2 separate regions of the Gossypium hirsutum genome follow, and region 1 is linked to region 2. The links are chromatin contacts, called in public Hi-C maps. All regions are on one chromosome and are shown on one strand. Each heading gives the region's core, a stretch centred on a gene start, on an enhancer-like site or on the middle of the called end of the contact. The rest is flanking DNA. Distances are from core to core; before and after follow the strand shown.

What was found. Hi-C and Micro-C count contacts between places; a contact is called where the count stands out from the background.
Region 1: a Hi-C map of leaf shows a contact between it and region 2, with 2.7 times the contacts expected there. The contact joins the promoter of LOC107901529 here to the enhancer-like site in region 2. A contact is called at or near these places in 10 of 34 Hi-C or Micro-C datasets (anther, callus, fibers and 4 more).

The regions. Positions count from the first base shown.
Region 1 is chrD06:20,951,003-20,956,726 of Gossypium_hirsutum_v2.1, forward strand. LOC107901529 (dehydration-responsive element-binding protein 3) reads right to left here and starts at 4,439. Exons shown (of 1, transcript XM_041095777.1): 1 at 3,130-4,439. The coding sequence starts at 4,161. The coding sequence ends at 3,379.
Region 2 is chrD06:20,701,879-20,707,694 of Gossypium_hirsutum_v2.1, forward strand. No RefSeq gene overlaps it. Among protein-coding and RNA genes, the nearest start is that of LOC121218511, 31 kb to the left of the region's middle. Within about 2 kb of position 4,168, at least 3 of the 9 cell types and tissues checked have an H3K27ac peak or open chromatin away from gene starts, as enhancers often do. A contact at or near this core is called in hypocotyl and leaf, where this site is marked.

The sequences.
Region 1 (5,724 bases), core at 3,189-5,688, 250 kb after region 2:
TTGAATTGTTTAAAATTAGTCCTTGGATATTCCCAACCTATTTTTATGACCTCGTAAGCTCGAATTAAGGTTCGTAATTGTGTTTATGCCATGAATACAAATTAGTTTATTTAAAATTGACAAAATGTTTCAAAAGGTCATTATTTGTTATGAATTGATCGGTAATGCTCCGTAACCCTAATCCGACAACGGAGACAGGTTAGGGGTGTTACATGCGATTAATCGTTTTAATTGAAGTAATTAATCCTTAATCTAATGGCCAACATTTAAGCTTATTACCACTAATGGAGATGGATGGTTAGGATCATTCCAAGGCACTAGCCTAGTGTGAATAATGGCTAACACTTAAGACCTTGGTACAATTATAACATAAGGGCTTGTTCAATTCCTTAATTAAATTTCACTAGTTTAGTCACCTTGCAGTTTAGTCCTTATACTATAATTAACAAGTTATCTACTTTAGTCATCTAGCAATTTGACTTTATAATTTCATATACATCACGTAAACTCCTTGAACAAGACTCTTGGGTTGGATTGACTTAGAAAATTTGACCTCGAAATCAACTTTTCTTACACCGAAAAAAATCGAATCATTACAGACATGACTCTTACATTGCATAATCAACTTCTTAAAAAAATTTCAAAAGAGCTCCAAACTAATGAAAAGCAAATTAAGTTGTTTAAAATTTTGAGTTTAGATACATTTGTGATTTTAACTTTAATTGTGTTACATGTGATAAATAGATAACTATGAAATCAAATGTTCAATTCTTATAATATGAAAAAGATGCCAAAAGATGGCCTGGAATTACTTTGATATGGAATGATCATGGTATCAATAAAAAAGCTATGTTCTCAAATTATTAATGTCTCATCTTTAATTGAAGTGAAGAGAATTTTACCTATTTAGTTTTCTATTAAAAAGTAATTAAATTATGTGTAAAATGATAAAATATTTATGTTTAAATTTTTAATTGAGAGACGAGTCTCAGGCTTAATCCCTAGACAACCCTCACAACTCTTAAATACACATTGTTTCCTTGGCATATCAATGTAACATATATAATAGTCAAAGAAAATAATTTCATGGATATCATTAAAGTTAAAAGTGGATGGAGGGGAGAATAAAATCAATTCTTCTTTTAGAACATATATAATTGGAAATAATTCTGAGTATTCCTAATCAGCAAACTTAAATAATATTTTCTTTCTTTTGATTATCAAGAGTTTCCAATTAGAATAAATTATTATAAGTATTATATTGAATAATTAATTCAATTCAAACTAATTAATCAAAATATATATAATTGAAAATAAAATTTGAGTATTCCTTAACTAGCAAACTTGAATTTTGAGTATCAAGAGTTTCCTATCAGAATCACTTATTATAAGTACTGGATTGAATAACTAACTCAACTATAACTAACTAATCAAAACATATATAATCGAAAATCAATTCGGAGTATTCCTTAACTAGCAAACCTTAATACTTTTTTTTCTTTTGAGTGCAAAGAGTTTCCAATCAAAACAAATTATTACTAGACTTTAATTGAATAACTAACTCAACTCAAATTAATTAATCAAAATAAATATATTATAAATACTAAATTTAATTACTTGCTCAAAACAAACTAATGAAACAAAATAAATGTAAAAGAGAACTTATACATAATTTATATACAATAGGACTCGAACTTGAACGCTTAAGGTCATAAAATTTCAACCTTTTTTAACACAATCAAGACATTATTAGCAATTAAATGTTTAAAAATAACAAAGATAAATACTATATTATTATTATTATTATTATTATTATTATTATTATTATTATTATTATTATTAGGGTTAGGGTTAGGGTTAAATGCAAAAAAAAAAGTCCTTAAACTACTTAAGTTTCAAAATGTTGTAATAATATACTTCAAAGGTGATACCAAAGGAACTCTCGGCCATAGAAACTATGACGGGTCTTTAATGAGATTCATATGTTGATATAGTTTATTGTGAATGTACATGGTGACAAAGCTAGAGGAACTGGCAATGATCTTAGCCTCTCCCCAAGTGGTAGAATTGTTTCAGAATCTTTTTAAAAGTTGTAAGAATATAAATAAATACAACAGTTAAATTTTATTTTGATTTACAAACATTTATAATTTATTTCTAATTCCTCAAAAAATAATTTTTGAACTTCATCCCTTAAATTACATGTGGCTCATGTTGTTTGAGAAGACTGGATTTGCAGATTCATTAGCTTTGTTAGGCGTTGTTAGAGATTGTTTTTTGTACGATCTCAGCTTGATTTTGTTTTTGATGTGGACTTTTTGCATGTAGGAAACTCTAGCTGCTTGTCTATGTTTCTAGTGAACCAATTTTATACTTTAGGTTCTTTAGTATAAAAGTTAAATTCACTTAGAACATGAAGTGGAGTATATTTAAAATATATAGATCATATTATAAATATATTGTATTTATCATATAAATAATTTGTATCTAACATATTAGAAAAGTGTAAATAATATTTAAGAGGACTATTTTTTTTTACCGCATTAAATTTAATTTGCGTGTTATAAAAATATTTTATATCAGATTGAAGCTGCCATTTAACATCATAAGCATGTAATTGAAACAATTATGATATTCTGAATATTTAAATCAGACTGCTTTAAAAATATTGAGTGTAATTAACCTTTATTAATTGTTAAAAACAAAAGAATATGCTAACAGAAGAAAATTCCTGACATCCGTTGCATCTTGTTTCAAATACTTAGAAAAAAACAATCTTATCAATTTTTATAAGCAAAACTTATTTTAAAACAAGAGAGACATAAGAATATAGAAAAGAGACATGGGGATTAAAAATTATGGAGTATTATTTATGGAAAGTTGAAAAGTAGAAAAAGGGTAGATAGATATTGTTATCCTTAATGGGGATAATTGTCACTTTCACTCCTCACTGTATTTCACCATCTGCCAAAAGCAATCTCTCCCAGTATTCATCGTTCATTAAGAAGAGGAAGAAGAATACCTCAGAGCTTTCTTTTAGTGACAGTTTCCCATTTTCCATTTTAATTATTATTCCTTTTTTTCTATTTTTGCAAGCTGCAAATTGTAGTTCTAAAGGAAGATTGCATGAAAATAAGGCATGGAATTTTTCATTGTTGAACTGGGTTTCAAATTTTTGTTTTGCAACAACACTGTACAGGGATTGATCCATTGATATCAGCATGAGCAGAGATAGAAAAAAAAAAGCAAAAGAGGTTTAGCCCTTCAAAGAAAAAGTATAAAGGCTTAAAACCAGAAAAGAGAAAAAGATACACACTCAGAGTCACAAATCACAACCAAAAAAACACCCCCACACACACACAAGGAAATAAAAAGAAACTAATAATCCCATAGCAAGCCTTGTTCAAAACCATTTTGTAAAATGCTTTCTGGCACTACTAATTGATCACAAACATACCCACAATCTTCCATATTTTGAAGCAATGGTGGAGGGTACAACCACCCATCCACTGAGTCCATGAAAACAAACTCGTTCTTCGACTCGACTGAATCATAACTCGTCCCGAGGCTCGGCAACTCCACTATCTCGCTTAACTCGTCTGGCCCAGAAGACAACTCCATGTGAGAAACCAAAGAGGAAACCGATGACGAAGATGATAATGTTGAAGTGGACATAGAAGTCGAAGAAGAAGAAGAAGATGATGATGATGGGGAGTCGAATTTGTCCATTTGGGCAGCTTTGGCTGCCGCAGCTTGGACGTCACGTGGTGCTAAAGACACGGGCCGAGGTAACGAGTCGGCCAGTTCGGGGAAGTTGAGGATGGCGGAGTTGCCTTTGATGCTCAAAGCGGCTACATCATGCGCACGAGCTGCCATTTCTGGGGTAGGGAAAGTGCCCAGCCAAATGCGGGATTTCTTACGTGGCTCCCGAATTTCGGACACCCATTTGCCCCAGCTTCGCATTCGGACACCCCGGTAAACGGTGCGCTTGCTTGAGTCCCTCATTGTCTTGGGTTTTTTAGTAGAACCCGAAGTGAAAGTTTCGGGTTTATGGTTTCGGGTCGTAGTAGTTGAGTTAGGGGTTGAGTTAGATGGTGATAGCGGCGGCGATGAGGTTGAATTTGAGCTGCTCTCTGTCTCTGAATGTTGTAGCTCAGCCATTTAAGTACCTGTTTTTTCTTACTCTTTTTCTTCTTTTTTTTTCTCTGCAAAGAGAAATGTTGAGGTAATATTATTGAATGAAGAAGACTTAAAAGAGAGTTGCTATAATGGTATTAGCTATTTCGTGATAAAAAGCCAAAGGATCTAAAGCCTTTTTTCTTTCGGCTCCCATCATTTCCCAATAACTCATACAACACTTATAAGCGCTGAGAGAGAGATATGACCCACATAAGAAATGGGTCATCACCCCATCCTATACATCCCATGGCTCAATTGGGGCTTCTCTTCTCTACAACCACTCAACCTCTTTTTCTTCTCCTTTTTCAACTTTTACTGTTTATGAAGAGTAATTTTTCTAAAACTTATAGTTGTTTCTTTTCATGAGGTTGTATTTAAGGTTCCAACATAAAATCTCTCTTTACCACTTTCACCCCTTCTTTACTACTCATTTAACCCCTTTTCTTCTTCCTCAATCAATCATCACTCTATCCCAGTTCATTTATCACCATTTTCACCCTTTGTCCCTATAACAAGTTCCCCCTTTGATTGTTTGGTAGGAATATAGGATATATATATGTATATGTATATATATGCAACTATTTGATAATATAAAAGTATGTAAGCTGTGATGTAGCCAATCTAGGGTTTACAGTGCTCTCAGATCTTGCTGTATAATGTTTTATTACATTATAATTTTTATTTTATTTTTTTGCCATTGATGATTGATTCTTGATAAGTAAACTGTGTTTATAATATCAACTCGTATTTAAAAAACTTGAGGCCTGCGTTTAATTGGGGTCACCGGTTGGAAGAAATGGAGATGCCTCAAACTGCTGATATCTTCAATGGGTCCGATCCACCATTTTAAGAATAAATGCTATATCCTAATTATATTTTAACCAGCGTCCACGTAACTGGACTTCTGCTCTTGTTTGTTGGTTTATTATTATTGTTATTTGTGTTTTAAAAATATGTTCATGTTTGTTTATTAACTTAGTTACGATAAGTTTAAAAAATATTAAAATATTTGAATTAATGGGGAAAAATATGAACATTCTTTTACGAAGCATTGATAATAGGATCAATGAACATTCTTGATAACGAAAGTAAATGAATGTCAAATACTATTTTGGAAAAAAAAATGGCGATGGAGTCAAGGCATTGAGAAGCGAACCATTGCACTGAATAAAGCCTAAAGTGCTTTCAATGAAAGAAAAGGATATCAATTTAAGAAAATTTAAAATAAATAAATTTATTATAATTTACATTATTTGTGGAAATATAGAATTTTACCAACAAATATAATGTGTTTTTACTACATTTAAAGAGTCACATGTCATCATTTTAAGTTACTTTTTTACAAAATATTTTTTATACTTTTTTTATAAATTTATTTTTTAAAATTTTTTATTACGGCTTGTCTTATGTCATGTTTTGAGCCTGTTACATGTCGTCGTATGATTAGTTATTTTCGTCACATAATCAAATTCTAACTCGCACCATAATGTGTGATGGAATCCAAGTTTGAGTACCAATTATGTAAAAAAAACAAAAAATAGGTAT
Region 2 (5,816 bases), core at 2,918-5,417:
GTCTAGCCCCAAACGGTGCCGTTTGGAATATCTATAAACATCATTCTAAACCCTAAATCAGAAAAACTAAGTCATTTTTCTTTTTCTTTTCAAAACAATCAGCAACCCTATGCCCCTCATTCTTTCTCACCCACCGCCTCAACAAATTCAAAGCCTCATCTAGCTCCGATTTGGACGGAGCAGATAAGGCTCTGTCATCGTCTCCGTGCAGGTAAGTATACTCCCTCCTTTATTCTATTTGTTTTGCAAAGAAGAAAGAAAAATAGAACAAAAATAAATGAAGAGAGAAAAAAAAATCAGGAAATCACCTCTTTGAGTTTTTTTTGTATTCAGTATCTGTAAAAAAAAATCCTTAGTACATACTCCTTTGGCCCTTTTATAGCCAAAATCAAAAAAATTATAGTAAATAAAATAAAATAAATCTATTTATTCATTGGCCCCTTCTGCTATTTTGCTCCTTTTGCCTGCTGCTTTGTTCGTTTTTGTTTGTTGCAGGCGAGGCCAGGAAAAGGCGCGCGTAGAGGAGTCGGATATTGTGGCACACACGCGAACGAACCCAGTTTCCTCGTGCGGCGGCTGGAGCCGAAAGCTGTTGAAGGCTAGGGTTTCCTGATTGGGGTTAGATTCGGCATTGGGCTAATTAGGTTGAGTATTAGGAAATTCGGGTTTGGGCTATTTTGTAGTTGGGTTTTGTAATTAGGTGGTGTATTGGGTAATTTAATTTAGGCTGGTGGGTTTGGTATTGTATTGGGTTTAGAATCGGGTTTATGTTAGATTTGGGCTTTGTAATACTAAACATTAAAAAAAAGACTGCTATTAGTTTATTTATTTATGTATTTTATTTTTGGTTTGTGTTTGTGCTTTTGGGCCAGGCAAATTGGGTATTACATACCCCTTGTTGAAAGTTCTTATTCTTTTTTCAATAATGAACAATTAAATAAATTACTGAAAAATTTGTATCCCTTGATAATGCTAGTTTATTTGTTATTATAATATTGAAATTAATTAATTTAATTAATTTAATCTCCTTCTAAATTTTAAATTTTTATTTTTACATTTCCAAATTAAAGTCAACGCAAATAACTCATCTTTAATAGTCGTCTATGAAATCCAAATTTCTTTTTAACTATATGATTTTAAATCTTCCATGCTAAGCTAAAAACAAAGAAAAAATTTTCAATTAATTAATTTTATCTTCCATGCCAAGCAAAATCCATAATTTTCCATCACCTCTTTACCCAAATGAAGAACAAGAAATTAATGGATTTTTCTTTGTTTTTAACTTAGCATGGTAGGCTCGAGATTATATAATAAAAAATTAAGTTTCATAGACAATTAATAAATATGAGTTATTTTAGTTGATTTCATTAATAATAATCTCAAAACAAAAAAATAAAATAAAATTTAGAAGGAGATGAAATTAATTAATTTAATTAATTTAATTAATTTCAATGTTCAAGCAACAAATCGGTTGACATTATCAATGGATAAAAAATTTTCAACAATTTACTTAATTGATTTTGATGCTTTGAAATTTAATATTTCAATATTGAAAAAAATAGACTTTTTGGCAATGGGATAAACAAATACAATTTCACAAATTTTTAATGCATTATTTTAGTTTCTATCACTTTTTTTTCTTTAATTCTTAATTTTTTTTTACCCAATCAATGCTTCAGAAATGATTTTTTTTTATAACCGAAATGAAAGCGACCTAGAAGTTGGGTGACCAAAATGAAAGTGTAAACATAACATGGAATATATAATCAACCGTTGTTAGAGATTTAACCGTTAAGTGACGAAATTGCAAAAATTTCATTTTGTGTGATTAAATTGAGAGTGCACTAAAAATTAGGAAACCAATTGGATATTTTACCGAAAATCTAATGACCTCAACATGTCTAGTCTAGACGCAAATTAACTAAAAACTCCAAATGGCCCAAACAAGTAATTTGAAAAACTCAAGTGTCCAGCCTAAAGGCTAAAAGGAATAAATCTCAAAATTATACATAAACTTTGATGTAATGTGCAATTTGATATATGAACTTTGATTTGGTGTAATTATATACATGAAACTTTAGTTGATTCAATTATACACATTTAAATAAATACAACAAATCATTTTTATATTAGATAAATATAATTATCTGTATATGCAATATATAAACATAAAATGATGTTATATCAATAATAGTGCTAATAAATTATGAGAACTGAATTAAATTAAAATTTCATTATAAAATTACACAAAAATAAAGTTACTGTAATAAATTGTACATTAGATCAAAATTTATGTATAATTTTAAGATTTATCCCAACCTAAACTAACTCAAACTCGACCCAAAATTAAAATTGATTCAAACTAAAAATGAAAAATATTAGTCCGAATTCAAAATCATAAAAAAAAACCTTAAAAACTTGAATTTTCTCCATCCAAATGGATGCAAATCAAAATAATAATATGAGAAATGGGGTATCCTTATCTGGTCAAGTAAGCATCCCAAGGGGGGTACCTAGATAAATCTTCTGTGATTCTTCACAATCATTTTGTAGGTAATCTGAAGACATCTCTCAGATTCTTCGAGTTGTCAAAAACAAGTGGCTCAGCAAACTCCTTCGAAAAGGAGAGAAGAAAAACACTGTTTTAAATTCCCTTGTACCAAACAATAGTGAGGAGCCTATATCTTAAATAAGGTCAAATTGTGCTTCAACATAAGAATTAGTCACTACACTTTCCCCTTTTACTTTTATATTATCATCAATTAATTTAAAATAATTAACATCTATTACAGATAGCTTTCTTAATCCTTTCAAACATAAAATTAAAAATTAAAAAAAAATCATGTCAACATAATAAATTGAAAGGAGTGTTTTTTAGAGAAAAAAATAGATCTAACATTTTACCAAATAATGATATTACAAAAGTAAAAAATCAAATTATGTTAAATTAAATTATATTAATTAAATCACTAATAAAATTTAAATTTCATGATAAAGTTACAGTTATAAAATTTTGAATTTTTAAATTTAAGTCTCACGTATATAAATATATGAGATCTTGTTAAATTAATTATTTAATTCAATGCTTATAATAGTTGTTTCTATTGGATGGGTTATAACTTCAAAATAAAAATAGAAACATAGTATAAACATGGAAAAATAGGAAGTTGGATAATGAGGACTAATTTTGATGGTTGTAAGATAGTGATAAAAAATGGTAAAAAAAAACAGTACCATATCTAATGGAGTAAGGTCGTTTTAACTGGACATTCACATGGGTCTAATTTGATTTGTCTCCTATGCAACACCAATCCGACAATAGGATTATATGGCTATCTGCTAGACCGTAAAACTAGCTGACATTATTATTATAGAAACCTATGCATATTTTTACGTTGTTCAAGATATTTGCTCAGTGACACATTCAAGTTGACGCCTGCCTTTTACAAACAAACACGAGATTTTACTTTTTATTTAGAAAAAAAGATTAAGTTGTAGTCGTAAATCAAATCAAAATACTTGTGATTATATATAATGAAAAATTGTATTGAGAGATGTAGTTGTGTTTCTTGTTGATAGTTCGTATATGAAATAGAAACTTGAAATGTAATATTAAGGTTGTAGTGATGGGAGTATAATTTGATTTTTTGTAATGTTAGTAAGCTGCTACTTGTTAGTGTTAAATGGATGATATGGTTTCTTAACATTGTTTTTATTTTTTTAAAAGGTCGTGGCATCACTTCAAGAGCATAGTAAATAATATTATCAAACTGACAAATATCAATAATAGAATCTTTATATTATATTTAATTTAAAATTTTAGTTTTTATATTTTCTGACATAATTTAATTCTATTATTGTTAATGTTTTGTCTTAATACAAAAAACAACAACCTACAACTATATCAAAAACCCAAAACGTAGAAATATGCAATTAGTAATTTCTCACTAGTTCTTTTTATTAGTTTATTATGCTAAAATTTTAATTTTTTTTAAATTTAATTTAATATAATTTAATCCCTCTATTTTTATTACTAATATATATATATATAATTTCACTAACATCAACGTCGTGAAAAAAGTGATGTGATTCTTATGATCGGACGGCTAACAGTCCAAAGCAAGAAGTATGTGGATGTTGTTGGGCCTTATCTTGGGCCCACCGCACATGTGGCCGCGTAGGCCCTTTTCTTTCGGTTTGATAGAAGTCAACTGTCTGTTTGAGGGCCCAATTGCAAACTTCTCAAAAACTTTCGATACCGACGAAATTTATTTAAACATTTTGTCTTGCCTTCTACTATATATATATATTCATCATCGACATTTCCCCAAAATGGAAGACCACCAATTTGCCGAATGGCCCATCTTGAATAAAATTTATCTACTTATGTAAAGGTGTTCATGGTCAAGTCATATTCGGTCCTAATCCATATATGGAATTAACATCATATATAATTGTTCATGTCGGATCCCCATATACGCCTCAAATTTCAAGATAGCCCAAACCCATTTAAGTCGGTTATATTAGTTTGTTCTTTTTTATATTAAATAAATTTTATATTTTAATTTTATTTAAAATTTAAACATGAGCTTAAACATATTTTTAATATTTACATTAAAATATTTTATATATAATTCTCATATGATATAAATTACATACTATATAAAAAATAAAGAAAATAATATATTATACAATTACAAAATAAGTTGGGCCTAGTTTGAGCATTGACTACTAGGGTTCAAGTTTGATCCATATTTTAAATGAATTTATATTTTTCACTTTAGTTAAATTTTTGGATTTAATGTTTTTGACAAAACCCTTCCAATTATTAAGCGAGCTTCAAGCTTGGACAAGTAGCTCAATCCTTAGACATGTCTTAGGACAATAAAAATTATATTCAATTAGAGATAAATGCAAACACCTCCAAAATTATAAAATATGAAAAGTTATTTTATTAATTTTAATCAAGCTTGATATCACGAATTAACTGACACCAATTCAATCATTAAATTTATCAAAAATTTTTCGTGAAATAACTCAATCAAACAATACTTGCATAAGAATAATTATATTATTTAAACTTTTATATTTAAATTTACCTAAACCTTTTCGTCCTCTAAAAATACTAAAATTTTGGTGTTTTTATTCAAATGGCCTAGATTCGAATGCTTCGATTTTTATTTTTAATGCATATATTTTCTTTATTTTTAATCCATATTTTTAATAATAACTTTTTTATTTATATAGATAAACTAATAAATATGTAATATTTTGATATATATATTTTATATATAATTTTTATATGTTAAATATTTATTATTTTCATCTACATTGTAGTATGGTAAATTCTAATATTATAAAATCAAAATATTATTTTATTAAATATATTTTTTATATTTATTTTTCTTCTATGTCATGGTTAATAACTTTTTTATTTAGACAAAATAATAAGTATGTAATTGTATAATAAAAATATATATTATATATCTATGTTAAATATATTTTATTTTTTTTAAATATCAACTAATTATTTTGATATATTTTTCTTATATATAATTTTTATAAATATTTATTTTTTACTTATATTATGGGTATGGTAAATTTTAATATTATAAAATCAAATAATTATTTCAAATATCATTATTTTTTCACCTACATTATAGTATGGTAAATTATATTTAATAAAAATAATTATATTTGAAACAATTATTTTATTTAATAATAGTAGAATTTACCATACCGACAATGAGGTAACAAATAAATATTTTAAATATAAAAATTATATATAAGATAAATATATCAAAATAACTAGTTGA